3 separate regions of the Zea mays genome follow, and regions 1 and 3 are each linked to region 2. The links are chromatin contacts, called in public ChIA-PET and Hi-C maps. All regions are on one chromosome and are shown on one strand. Each heading gives the region's core, a stretch centred on a gene start, on an enhancer-like site or on the middle of the called end of the contact. The rest is flanking DNA. Distances are from core to core; before and after follow the strand shown. Region 1 holds the start of LOC103650711. Region 2 holds the start of LOC107604628. Region 3 holds the start of LOC100383575.

Region 1 (4,829 bases), core at 1,700-4,199, 280 kb after region 2:
ATCTTTATAAGGTGTTATTAATAGATAGTGGGGTATAGTCTTGACTAGATCGGTAAGTTTAATTCCATTGTGCCTCAAGTTTTAGAAAAAAACTATTTATGTTCTTCTTGTTCTCCATGTTTACCCTACAACATCCTTTCTACAGAGAGTGGTGCTACACATTCACCATGCTACCAAGTACACAAAAAAGTGGCCAGCAGAGCTAGCAGAGTTTGACCTCCATTTTTGCAACCTCCATTTTTGGTCCCCGCCATAGTGAAGAGCTAGGCACCCGTAGACTTTTTGTGGTAGAGTGGACCCCCTCAGGTCACTTAGACTTAGATCCAGATTCTACCCATATCGTTTATGAACCACCTCTCAATGATGATCCGTTGGTGCTCAACTTTGATGGGTCTAGCCGTCATGACAACGCTAACACATGGTTTCTTCTGGTTTCTCCAACCAATGAACAAATCTACTATGTATTATACCTTTATTTTTCCACCACAAATAATATGGCCGAGTACGAGACACTCACCATTGGCCTGAAAAATCATCATCCCTCTCGAAGTTCCCTAGTTGTTAGTCAAGGTGACTTCGAGCTGGTGATCAATCAAGTTTGTAGGCTCTGCATGTAACAACAAACAGCCGGCGGCCAACACCATCGAAGCCAAGTAGTTGGATCTCTCATTCGACATTGTGCATATATATTCTTATAAGATAGAAAACATGATGTCCAGTGAACTGTTCACAGTTTCTTCAACTTAGGTACCTCAACTTGTGAGGACCTACGAGTTAAGGCTCCCAAAACATGCCACTAACTATATCTACCTACGCGAGGACTCAACTGACACATGAGCGTTGGTGGCCCCAACAGTGTTGAATTCAAACGCCTCGCCCACCATAAATGATGTCTTAGACTACCCCGGCCCGGGCCCATAGACCTAGCTAGGAATGCTTAGATAGAACTTGATGCATAGATCTCTAAGATCCTAGACTACTTAAATGACAATAACCTCCCTAATGATGATATAGTTGTGGAGTACATCTCTTACTAGGCTAAGAAGTATACATTGGTAGAAGGGAACCTTTAATATCGTGGTGTCGTAGAGTCATCTATAAATGTGTTTTCTAAAGGGACAATAACAATATACTCATTGACATCTATGATGATGACTATAGCAACTATTCATTGTCTCAGACGATAGCTGATAAATCCTTCCAAAAGTTCTCTACTACGGTGTTTTTCTATAACACATCATAAATATACCCCTGCTCTAAAACATGTTAGGGCCTCTTTGGGATTTTGACGGATCTTGGAAAGTGTCTTCAAAGTTGGATCGACTTTTGCCAAACAATTTTCTTTTTCTACCAACCGATTCTACGTTGATGATGTGAAGTGATTCACTAAAATGAAATAGGATTAGGAGCTAAAAATTGACTCTCTCTCTCTGAATTCACTCCATGCATAGAATTACAATACACAAATAGTTTATCCAAATAAAAGCAATTTTTTAAGAGGACCACAAAGAATCATTTTCAAATTTCACCGTACAGAACCAATTCCCATTAATTCTCTTCTTTCAGTCTACTTGTATGTTTGGATCCACTTATTTTTAAGAGCTTATTTTAATAAACTAGCATTTACTTGGTTGTTGAGAAAAAACACTTACTGAAGAAGCTAGAAAAAAGCCAGCCCAGATGTTTGGTACTTTTGTAGCTTTTCATGTTCCCTCTCGCTCGTTGTTTATCGCGTTGCCAATAGTGAAACGGAGGGAAGAGCAGGATCCATGGCTGGCCCAAAAGCAAGGATAAGAAGGATCTTGCCTCGACGCGATGCAAGTGGAAGGAGGATGCGTGTCAGGTGATGGCTTTGCGGGAGGCGCACACGGTGGCGACGATGGGGAACTCGTGCTCGACGCCAATAATAAGAGAAGCTCGCGAGCGATGCCTATGATGGGGGAGGATGTGAACTTCGTTGGCGGGGACGAGGAGAGGGGCACCGGAGGCGACAAAGAGGTGCACTATCGATGGGTGGGGAAGGGTGGCACTGGTGGTCGGGGCGGTCACATGCGGACCTGACAGAGAAGAGGCACACACGGGCGAAAAGCCGGAGAGCCGCTCGGTGGTGGCGTTTGGCTCATGTGTTTCGCTAGTTATTTTGGAAAAGCTGATGTTGGGATAAGCTCGTAAGAGCATCTCCAAAAGATCCTAAAAATAAATCTCCCATTACATGGGAATTAAGATCTCCCTAAATCTATTAATTCCAAAAAGTGTTAGTACTCCAACAACTCCCAATATATTCTCAAAAACGTACTCAATAGGACCCATAATACTATATCATCATGACTTATTGCACGTGAAAAAATCTTAATTTGTTGCATCCAGATCGAATGTCAAATAATTAGAGCACAATTTGGTGTAGAGGGCACAATTTGACTAAGATGACGTGTTGTGTTGCACATTCATGTCAACGTTACGACTTGTAGGATGTGTGGCATTGTATATCATTTTCTAATATTTTTTGCTGTTCATTTTCGCTGTATATTGTCCATGGACAGGCGCAAAAGTGTGTGCCACCCTAGTCGACTGAATGCTGGTGAAAACCACGTGGGAAACGAAAAACGGTGCGATTGGGAGCTCGACGGCAACAAATGTTTGCGCCGTGCACACGATGATTTTCACCTGCGAAAGTTTAGGAATGCTACATACATTACTGTGGAATTATTTCCCCTAAAATAAGGATTAGGACAATGATTTTAGGGATGTATTGAAGATGCACTAAAAAGTTGGGTGTTTGGAACTGTTTCTACTTATTTTAGATGAAAAGCCCCCAAAAATCAGATCCAAACACGGCCTCCTTTTGCGGGGTCTATTGGGCCAACTGGGCCGAAAAAAGGAGTGGACATGGACAGCAGCCGGGGCTCTTTTCACACAGACACGGGTGGGTTGAGTTGGAGTGTGGATGGAACCATACACTCTATCTCTTCCTTCTCCCAACCCCGCTCAAAACCCTAGCTCAACGCCACAGGCTCGCCGACTTTCGCCCGGCCGCCGCCGGGGACGATGGCGAAGCCTCGGCGCGGCCGCTCCGCGTCTCGCTCCTCCTCGGGATCTTCTTCCCGCTCGCTGTCCCACTCCGTCTCCTCCGGCTCTGTCTCGTCCCGCTCCCGGTCGCGCTCCCGCTCCTTCTCGTCGTCGTCCTCCCAGTCCCGGAGCCGCTCCCCTCCTCAGGCTAAGCGCAGGTGAGGCTCGACCCTATACGGTATAGATCCACTGATTCTAGGCTAATCTGTTAGGTTCTCTTGCATTTGTTCGGATGTTTTTTCATGTGTGTTTAGTTGTTTGTCCGGGTAGCGAGTTATCCCCGTCTTCAACGTTTACGATTTATTTACATATTTGTGTGTCACTTTGTCAAACCCTAGTGCCATCTGTAACCTCATCTTAAGCCTTGAGGTGGCTGCAACTGGAGTATCTAGAACGGGGCTGCTTGATTCAGATAATTTTACACTTCCACAATCGTGGCTTGCGTGTTCAAACTACTTCTGTTGAATACAGTTACAGTTATACCTTGTGGCACTCAACAGAATTGATGCTGTCATTCAGCAGTGAACAGAGCCAGAGTCTGGTAACAGTTTTTTCTAACGCTGAATTCAGTTTTTTCAGTTTTGCTTGTGATAGGCTGGAAACATAAGTTAAATATATGACCCTGCATTCAGAATTCAGATGGACACCTTTGATTGGTTCCATTTCTCTGCCGTAGGCTTATTATTTAGCCGTGCCTTTTGCAGTTCCTATAATAGCACAGGCCTGTGCTGGCCAGCATTTGCAACCCAAATCAATTTGTTGATACCATTTTATTGATTGAATCTGTTGGGGACTTGTTCTCAAATGCTTCGAATTAAGAACAAGGCAACACAAAAATGTTAAGTATAAATGCCCTTCGTCCGCTGAAGCATTATCTCCCCAAGGATTTAATGAGCTTCGGACGAAGGTCATGAGTAGAGTATCACGAAGGTTTCACCTTCGTGATCATGTTTTTAAGACAACAATGAGAAATGAAATATAAAACACAAAATATACTCACATGTTTTATTATATGAATATACAAGTATTGAAACATGATATTTAAGAACATTTATACATTCGTCTTGACAGAAAACAATAATCCGGGCGTAACGTGTCCGTGATTACAGGATCGCGTGAACAGTACCGGGATACTGTTCACCTATTTATAGGCACAGGATGCAACCTGCGCAAAATTACATTTATATCCTTTACAATCGACTACAATAATGACACAAAACATTATGGGTCTTTAAGTCAATTCATCTTTAAGTCGGTTCGATCCTTCATCTTGAGATTTGTCTTTGTGCCGAAGCTTCATAGATAATAGCTTCGGCGCTTGCTTCTGAGAAGACCTTTCGAAGGTGTTCTTTTTAGGATCTTCGGCTACGAAGCATACCCCCAACAGAATCCATCCTGCCACATGCTTTTGCTTCTCCCTGTTAACATATTTTTATTGCTGTCATGGGCTCATGGCAATTTAAACTTTTCTCATATATGAAGTCAAACAGTTACATGGCGTACATTCTGCTTGAACATGGTTGTTTGGTATTTTTCTCATGAACTGTAATGTTTCTTATGCTGGTTCTCTTTATATCGGGTGCATTTACTTATGGATACTATTGTCTGCCCAGTTCGCCTGGAGCACGGAAAGGGCGATCACCTTCACCGCCCCCTAAAAAGGGTTCACCTTCAAAGAAAGTCCGTTCGCCATCACCACCACTTAAAAAGGCTTCACCCCCTAGGTATATACAGGTTTTCATATAACTGCATATGTTACTTTA
Region 2 (4,594 bases), core at 557-3,056:
TTCTAACAATAGGTCCAACCTCTTGAAAACTTTCCTTCGTGCCTATCTCTCTCCTCTAATTCCTTTGTTCTTTATATGCTGCATCCAAATACTCTATTTGATATTTTCCCTGTATTTTTAATTAATTCCGGTAGGATTAGTTGTAGTTGTCATAATTATATACCTCTATTCCTACGTTTCTTTTCTTTTGTTCGTACATTTTACCAATCCTGCATTTCATTTCAGGGGGGGGGGGCTATATTGCTAGCTCCTTTCCAATCTGTGATGCTTCCTAACAAAAATAATTCATGCACAACAATAACATTCTTAGCTGTATATATGACGTGTGTGTTGTGGTGACCACCAGATCGAGCTGTACATCATAATAGCTGACACTAGCTAGCATACAGGCTGATCTACAATACAAAACATATAATATAGCCAGTTATTAGGCAACCATAGAATGTGTTCTTCCACTACTTCATTAATTCACGAGGTAGGTCAACTGCTGAGTAGCTAGAGCGGTACTTAAACATACATATCATCGATCGTGCATGCTAATTAAGATCTAGATAAGTTCTTGTTAATCATCTCAAGGAAGATCCATGCTGCACTGGTGCGTGGTGGTCTCCCACTCAGCAATATCACCTTTCTGTGACAAGATTCACATAATTCGCGCGCGATCTCCTCTTCTTCTCTCGATATCTCTGGTGTGGGGTTATTTGTCGTTGGTTGCTGTCGGTACGCCTTTTCTCTGGTGGTGGTGTCATTTTCATAACTGGCTATCAGAGATAATAATGATCATCAGCAATAATATCGTCGCTCGATCGTACAGGGCAACAAAGTTAGCAAAAGAACTCGACCAGCTGTCGTCCCATCTATCGTATTACTACTACAGGTTGGGGCGTTGGCGTGCAGTGCATCTTATTCCCAGCTGTCGTCGTTCTTGCTTCATATCCACACACACAGGTATATATATTGGCAAACTCATTGTTGTTACAAAGATGTGTTTCGTTCATCATGGATCTCTGTAAAATCTGCTACTGGTTTCGCATGTCAATAATCTCCCTTCTGACGACGGTAGCATGAAATTAAGGAAGGGTAAGAAATTTTAAGTATCAAATAAAGAAGGGATTACGATATTTAGGGGGGTGTTTGGTTCCTTTAGAGGGTGTTTGGTTTAAGGATTGAAGTGATCCATCTTCTTCTCACTCCTCACTTTTTTATTTGATTTGTGGAATAGAATGAGTTGATCTATCACCACCGTACCTCAATTCTCATAAGCTAATAATTAGTATATACATGAGGAATAGGTTGATTCTACCAAAATTGATGGAATGAACTTATGATACATCACTTCATTAAGCATATAGTGACTCCACAAACCAAACACACCATTAGTCACCCTTCTAAACTCTAAAGTTTAGGAGGTGAGAACCAAACAGCCCTTTACGATGGTAGATATTGTAATGGGTAAAATTGCAGTGACATATAGAGAATTGTTCCTATATTTATTTTTTTTGCTAGCTTTCTCGATTGAATGCAGATACAAATAATGTATGATAGTATGTATGAAACATACTGTTTACACATAGCAGCTGATCCTCTAATAGCAGTACTTTTGTGGAGCCTACAATTTTCTTCAAGGAAGAACCCAAGCAGCAGATGTGGCGTAGAGACTAGTCTAGCTATATAACGGTGCCAGGTCCTACCTTCTCTCCTCTTCCTTTTTCTTTCTTTCTTTTCCTCTTTACCTACAGGCTGCAGCCAACTTTATCTTCTCTCTCTCTCTCTCTCTGTCTCTCTCTAGTTCCTATCCCCTTTTTCTCTGCAAGCTAGAGAGGATCGGGCGGCAGCTGTAGCTAGGGTTGGTGCTTGGATTGGAAGGAGAGAGGAGGTAACCTTTTCTCTCCCTTGCATATCAAGCCTTGAGATCAGACCTCGCCTTTCTGTTCTGATCCCTGCCTGCCCCATAAACACAAACTCCCTTAGTCGTCGTAGTCCTCTCGTTTATCGGTTGGTGGACAGTGTGGATACTGCGAGAGATCGATCAAAGGACGACGGAGCTAGCTAGGGGGTGCAACAGAAGAAGAAGAAGAGGAAGTGGAAGAGGAAGAGATCTGTCTCATCAGTACGACGTACTTGTTGTTGGATACATACAAAGATATATATATGTCTCATCAGGCGACGGCGATGATGTCCGGCGGCGGCGGTGCGGGGCAGTTCGGCGACACGACGTTGACCAAGGTGTTCGTGGGGGGCCTCGCGTGGGAGACGCACAAGGACGGCATGCGGGCCTACTTCCAGCAGTTCGGCGACATACTTGAGGCCGTCGTCATCACCGACAAGAACACCGGCAGATCCAAGGGATACGGATTTGTGAGTGTTCCCAAACCCTTCCCACTTTTCTTCGTGATCTCTTCTTCATTCACAACCATCACACATCTGCATACGGATTTGTGTTTGTGATGCATCATGCATGGTCGTTCGTTATAATTAAGCTTTGCATATATGAATCGATCGTCGCAGGTGACTTTCCGTGAGCCGGAGGCGGCCCTTAGAGCCTGCATCGATCCGTACCCGGTGATTGATGGACGGAGGGCCAACTGCAACCTTGCCTATCTCGGCGTCAACAAGTCCAAGAGAGCACTGACGACGATGCTGCCGCAGTATCTTCAACCATATGCTGGTAATATATATGTGTATAATAACTGTACATATTGTTCTGTCGATCTTCAATAATAGCTCCTTTAATTTTTAACGAACTAAGACACTAGTAATTAATAATAAATCGGCTCATCAACAAATTAAACTCATGCCGGATCGGATATGATGCATGTATATATACTGTCGACGACTCCTTGCTCATTAATTAATATAATAGGGACTTAACTGATGCATATATATATGCATGCATCATGTACGTATAAAGCTTTGTTCAAAGGCTTCTTTTTTTGGCTTTGCATCATTTCATGCTGATGTTTATGTGTATATAAAAGCTTTGTTTTTTTTATATAGCTGCTAATTGCATTAGTAGTGCAGCACTTTTAGGATCGAATCAGATATTGCCGGAAGCAGGGAATGCATGCACGATGATTGATGCCTTTTCTTGTTTAGAATCAACTGGATATATATAACTAACTAACTAGTAATATACACATATATATGTCACTAACATATATTTGCAAGGTCAATTTAATGTTGCATTGCATATATGCATGTATGTATCTTGCACTACTAAGGACAAGCAAGATGCTACTACGCACACATACATGTGTAAAATAAAAGGGTCAAATCAAAGAAAAAGCAAGCCCGACAGTATTTCCCCAATGCAAGATGAAAAAAAAAGCTGCATGACCCCCCAGCTTTCTGCAAAGCGCTAAAAGCAAGCCTGTGGTTAGTTATTCTTGGGGGCTGTGTTCCTTCCTGTTTCCAGCCTAGCTAGCGGCTTAATTACCTTGGTCAATTTAATGTTGCATTGCTAGCTATTGCTTCTTCCAATCCTGCTGCATGCAGCTGCAGCCGCACTGGATCGTCAGTACGTGTGCTTTGATGCCCTTGTACGTCCAGTTGATCGTCAGTTGTGTTTTTACGACTTCTTTTGCAAATCAAATTCTCCAATAATAATTAGTTAATCAATGATGTAACGACTGTGTGTGTGTTCCTTTGCATATATGGATATGGATATGGATATACGCATGCGGCAGCCCATGTTTACGGGGGAGGCAGCAGCATGCGGGCAACAATGAAGTCCTTTCAGACAGCTGGTGGTGGTGCCAGCCTGATGAGCTTCGTGCCGGCGGCCGATCATGGCATCCAGCAAGGGATCCCTACGTACGACAGTGTCTATGCCGCAGCCGGGTGAGTCGTACTACTTGTATTGTATCATCTAGCTAGCCATGCACACTGCATGCATTGGCCACCGGCCGGCCATCACAGTCGCTAGCTTCTGATGCATGCATGATGCCGGCCGGCCGGCCGGCCAGTCGAGATCGATCGATCCATGCATCTCTTTGTCTCCCTCTCCCCGTCCCCGATCTGCACTGCTGCGCTCTAGCTGTAAAGACATGGGTTTCGGTTAAAGGCAGCGCCGGCCGGCCTCTCTGCTGCTGGCATGCATGCCGGCCAGCCTCTCTGCTCGGTCGTTAATTGTAGGAAGGGGCCAGCCACTGCACCGTCCATCACCCACGCATGTGCCTCTCGTCTTCATGCATGTGTCCCATGGGCCACACAGCTATAGCTAGCTCCTGCATGCGTGCAGCGCTCGCTACTACAGCGACAGCGAGGTCGTTTGTCGTGCACACTCTCTACAGACTACAATAATGGATTTTACTACGTACAGCGAGGTATATATATATATATATATATATATATATATATATATATATATATATATATATATATATATATATATATATATATATATATATATGCACAATATGTTATGTGCTTGCTAGTTGCTACACCAGTAGTATCCAATATACTATTGCTATACCAGATCATTTACTGTGCAAATGTGTTTATTTTGATATACATATAATGAGTTTTTACATCTGACAATGTGTATTTCATTAATAACATATGAAGTACGTACTAATTATAATTTAAGCGCTGA
Region 3 (4,852 bases), core at 657-3,156, 400 kb after region 2:
CGGTCAGTTTCAAAACCCAGAAACTGCAAGTTTTCAGTTAGTCCATGAGAAGCTGACTCTCCAGCTCGCCCAGCAGGCATTGATGTCCTACCAACCCAAATCTTACCACTCATGAATGTTCCGGTGGTAAGTACAACAGATGGTGCATAAAAGTCCATGCCGAAGAAAGTGCGAACACCCTCAATGCTGTCATTTTTTCCAATTAAAACCTCTGTAGCCATTGCTTCTCTAATGAAAAGGTTTTCTGTGCTGAAGCATAATACACAAAATAGTCAATAAGCAATGTGAAATCTATCACAATACATGCGATCAACGATAAGAAATATCAGCAAAGCATGACAAAAGTTGGCAAGCAGAAAAAAATGCTAAACTCTTATGTCAGAAGATTAAAATATTTACATCTACCTTGAGTGTTTTTTACTACATTGAGAACTTAAGACTAGTCATGCAGAACCATGGTCTTAATACAGTAACAACAATATCTGGTGCCAAATTTTGAGAAGGTGTCATGTTTGATATAGTTTAAACCAAAGATCACAATTTTGTGAGTACAACCTAAGAAGCTCTGAAATGATGATCAAATTAACATAACTTAAATGAGGTCAGCTAAACGAAACATATTCAGAAATTATGTAGCACTAACCACTTATGGAGGCGCCAGACAAGATTACAAATCCAAGTAAAGTTAGCAACTTAGTATACACTGACCTTTCCACACTGTTCTTCATCTCTATTGCATACTCTCTCTTATCAGTCTGAGCACGCAGTGCACGTACAGCAGGGCCTTTTGAGCTGTTCAGTACACGCTTTTGCAAGTAGCACCTATCAGAAGAAGATGCAATCAGTATGCTAAGATATCTTTGTTGATTAACTAGCAATCAAAATCTGGACTCTCAGCCATTTGCACTCAGAGAAACTCATTCTCCAGACAACAAGACGTTTGAACTCGTACCTATCAGTAATTTTTCCAATTTCACCACCAAGGGCATCTACCTCATGGACAAGTTGAGACTTCGCAGGGCCACCAACAGCAGGGTTACAAGGCTGGGTAGGGCAGAAGATGAGTTGAAGCAGAACCACACTTCTAATACTAAAATTTAAATGGAATTCATTGACAAAGAATGTTTCCTTATAGTTATAGGCTATAGCATACTAAGATATGCAACATAATAATCAAAAACCATCTCTTCAGTTTCTATTGTCCATTCATACCTTGGAACAGAATCTGTGCCCTACAAAAATGCTATCACAGGTGAGATTTCACATTGCTAAATTTCTACACTGCAGGGTTTGATGGATCGATTCTTCATATAAGGGACATGATTTTTATTATGTGGCATCAGGAGTCAATGTTCAAGTAATTTCAGTCATGAACTTGACTAGAATATCTACCATCGGGGCAAAGTTAGCTCAGCGCAGACCTGCCACGCAATCCGGTCAATGTTGAGCGTAAGAAGCAGGGTGCGCGCGCCGAGGCGAGCCGAAGCAAGGGCGGCCTCGCATCCGGCATGGCCGCCTCCGACCACAATGACGTCGTACCGCTCCTGGCGCGGATCCAACCGGCCGATCGAATCTAGCACCACAGAAGAAATTTGGCAGTAAGCACCTCTTCTCCGTTTCTCGCCAGCATCAGTCAAAGCTGTGAAAAAGAGCTTTACCCTTGGCGGCGGCGGAGAGGCGGCGGCGCGGAGGGGGGCGCCAGCGCGGCAAGGGGATGAGTCGGCGGAAGGAAGTGGAGGGGAGGAAGGAAGAGAGGGTTGTGGCCGCCGCGGTGGACGGGTGCCGCGGCGGGCGGAGGCGGAGCAGCATGGCCGCCGAGGAGGAAGGCGGATGCTGAGGACGAGCTATCTCTTCTCTTCCCAACCCAACATCAGAAACCCGCCCACGCCCAGCCGAGAAATTTGTCAAAACAGGTCACTCTAGTCGTCGTTCTTCAAAATACACTGTTGGGAGGCCGGCGGGTTACTCAAACATGGTTGCTCTTCAAAACGGATCAGGAAGGCTTTTGGTGTTTCTGGCAGGTAGGCCCGTGTCTTTATGTGCCGCTTTTGCTCTTACGCCTGAACGCAACGCCGTCTCCTCCCGTCTCATCTCTCCATTTCCTTTCTTCTCTTCTCTGCCTCTTTTCTCTGGACGACGCGGCCACACTCAACGGCGAACCCTTTCTTCGCTGCGGCACATCGGCGACGTTGACGACGACCTTCTTCCCTTTTCAGGTGATCTTCCCATTTCCCTCTGTATCCTTTCTCTTGCCCTTTCCCTACACTCTGTAACCTTTTCTCTTCCTACACAGACGGATGTGAGCCGGCGTCGAGCTGGTGGAAATAGGGGGTCGTCCAAGCCTGTGATATCCTGTCGCGCCACTTCCTTCTGCAGGTAACATATCCCCTCCCCTCTGTCGCAGCTCTTGTGGCAGCACCTTATTTTGCAGCATCTGTTTCATCATTATGTGTAATAATTTGTGCTAACACTAGAAATAGGTGGTGATAATTGCGTGTTCGCATCATGGATGGTAATGATGATGACACCATGTCTATTGACTGAAGTAGCTTTATTATTGAGAATGCTGAAAATAAGGATAATGGGGATCAGGGTGATATGTTTAGAATCTGTGATGAGGATGAGATGTATGTGTTCTTGGGACTTGGAGATGAGGATGAGGAGATGAATCGAACCCACCTAGAACCAAGTAACTTTGCATCTCATTTTAAATCGGAAAGTAATAGTTTTGATCCAAGTGATCTAGATGCTGCCATGCCAGTTGATGATGAAAATGCAGAAATGGTCAACATATTGCACGATGATGATCACCCTGATCTGAAGTTGGGTACTCTATATCCATCGATGAAAGAGTTTAGACTAGCTGTGAGGCAATATGCTATAAATGAGGAGTTTGAGCTTGGAATAACAAAGTCGGATAGAAATAGATATAGAGTGTACTGCAAAGGGAATGATTGCACATGCCCTTGGAAACTGAATGGTTCTACAAGACCGGATTCTAGTGTTATGGTACTAACCTTTTCTTCTGTTTCTCTCCAATTGTATAATTTAGTTCACATAAGTTGGTGTTACTTACATCGTTATTTTGTTTTGAAGGTTGTTGTCTTAGTGAATTAGCATAAATGTGCTTCAAGCAGCCGGATAAGTTATGGGAATGCCAATCAAGCTTGGGTAGCTCAGAAGGCTTTGCAAAAGAGGTTACAAGACACTTACAACTATAGGGTCAGTTATGATGTGACTTGGAAAGGAATGCAGGAAGCTTTAAAAGAGATATATGGCAATTGGGATGATAGTTTCAGTATGTTGTATAGGTGGAAGGAAGAAATTTTGATAAAAGCCCCTAATAGTGTGGTGGAGATAGACACCCAAGTTGTAGATGAAAAGGTGTACTTCCATAGATTTTTCTGTGCACTTGAGCCTTGTATAGAAGGGTTTCGTGCTGCGTGTAGGTGAAAGGGAAATAGGCTTTAAACCTTTTCCTAAATGATTTTGGTGATTGAATGTCCAACACAAACAATTGGACTAATTAGTTTGCTCTAGATCATATGTTCTACAGGTGCCTAAGATTCAACATAAAACCAATAAAAAGAACAAGACAAGAGTCAAGATAAAAGGAGCAAAGGGGCAACCGAAGGCACCCCTGGTCTGGCGCACCGGACTGTCCGGTGTGCCACCGGACAGTAAACAGTACCTGTCCGGTGCACCAGGAAACGCAGACTCAAACTCGCCCCTTTCGGGAAAGTCTGGGGCCGGCGCGCTATAATTCACCGGACTGTCCGGTGTACACCGGACAGTGTCCGGTGCTCCAACGGAACGCGGCCTCAGGAACTCGGCAGCCTCGGGATTTCACGAAGACTGCTCCGCTAAAATTCACCGGACTGTCCGGTGTGCACCGGACTGTCCGGTGTGCCAGCGGAGCAACGGTCATCTGCGCCCAACGGTCGACTCTGACAGGAAACAGTGCAGAACAGTACACGCGGCAGAAGTCAGAGCAGAGGATCAGAGAGGCACCGGACTGTCCGGTGTGCACCGGACTGTCCGGTGCCACATGAGGACAAAGCCTCCAACGGTCGACCAGCTCCAATCTCAACGGCTAGGATGACGTGGCTGGTGCACCGGACATGTCCGGTGTGCACCGGACTGTCCGGTGCGCCCATCGCTAGCAGACTTCATCAGCGGCTAGTTTTTGGATGGTGGCTATAAATACCACCCCAACCGGCCACTTCAAGGTGTGGGAGTCCAAGCAACATTCCAAGTCATCTAGTTGACATACTCAAGCCCTCCCAACCACCTATATTCATTGATCCATCATATACACAAGATTTAGTCCACTACACCCAACACAAGTGCCACAAAAGAGAGAGCAAGCAATTGAGAGCTACTCAATTGAGTTTAGCCCTAGCGCCTTGTGAGATTCATTGAGAGATAGTGTGCGCTACATCTTTGTGTTCATTTGCGCGTGGAGTTTTTGACTCCCATTCGAACTTCCTCCAAAGTGTTGGAGGCTTGTAAAAGCTAGCAAGAGACACCAAAGATTGTGGTGGTCCTTGTGGGATCGAGAGTGATCCTTGAGAAGAAGAAGAGCTCGCCGATCCTTGTGTGATCGGGAGAGAGGGAAAGGGTTGAAAAAGACCCGTCCTTAAGTGGACTCCTCAACGGGGACTAGGCCTTCGAGGGCCGAACCTCGGTAAAACAAATCACCTGTGTTCATTGTGCTTTTGCTTGTGATTTGTTTGCTTTCTCTTACTCTAAGTTCTCTTGCACTATTCTTTGCTCATATCATTTGGTGTTGCTTCAAGTTAAAATATCATTTAAGTGAAGCAACACTCCGCAAGAAAAGAACTTGAGTTAG

What was found. A called contact is a pair of places that touch in the nucleus more often than the background predicts. ChIA-PET counts read pairs in DNA pulled down with a chosen protein or histone mark.
Region 1: a contact with region 2 is called in an H3K4me3 ChIA-PET map of seedling, with 8 times the contacts expected there. The contact joins the promoter of LOC103650711 here to the promoter of LOC107604628 in region 2. A contact is called at or near these places in 20 of 25 Hi-C or Micro-C datasets (bundle sheath, ear, endosperm and 4 more) and 3 of 3 datasets of contacts at active chromatin or transcription factors (leaf, seedling and shoot).
Region 3: a Hi-C map of endosperm shows a contact between it and region 2, with 3 times the contacts expected there. The contact joins the promoter of LOC100383575 here to the promoter of LOC107604628 in region 2. A contact is called at or near these places in 5 of 25 Hi-C or Micro-C datasets (bundle sheath, ear, endosperm and 1 more).

What each region holds. Positions count from the first base shown.
Region 1 is chr3:148,925,427-148,930,255 of Zm-B73-REFERENCE-NAM-5.0, reverse strand. It overlaps LOC103650711, which reads left to right and starts at 2,949. Exons shown (of 12, transcript NM_001324272.1): 1 at 2,949-3,224; 2 at 4,680-4,790. The coding sequence starts at 3,046.
Region 2 is chr3:149,204,983-149,209,576 of Zm-B73-REFERENCE-NAM-5.0, reverse strand. It overlaps LOC107604628, which reads left to right and starts at 1,806. Exons shown (of 5, transcript NM_001323548.1): 1 at 1,806-2,358; 2 at 2,509-2,668; 3 at 3,687-3,840. The coding sequence starts at 2,152.
Region 3 is chr3:148,807,732-148,812,583 of Zm-B73-REFERENCE-NAM-5.0, reverse strand. It overlaps LOC100383575, which reads right to left and starts at 1,906. Exons shown (of 13, transcript NM_001176223.1): 1 at 1,659-1,906; 2 at 1,422-1,573; 3 at 953-1,044; 4 at 709-822; 5 at 1-249. The coding sequence starts at 1,809.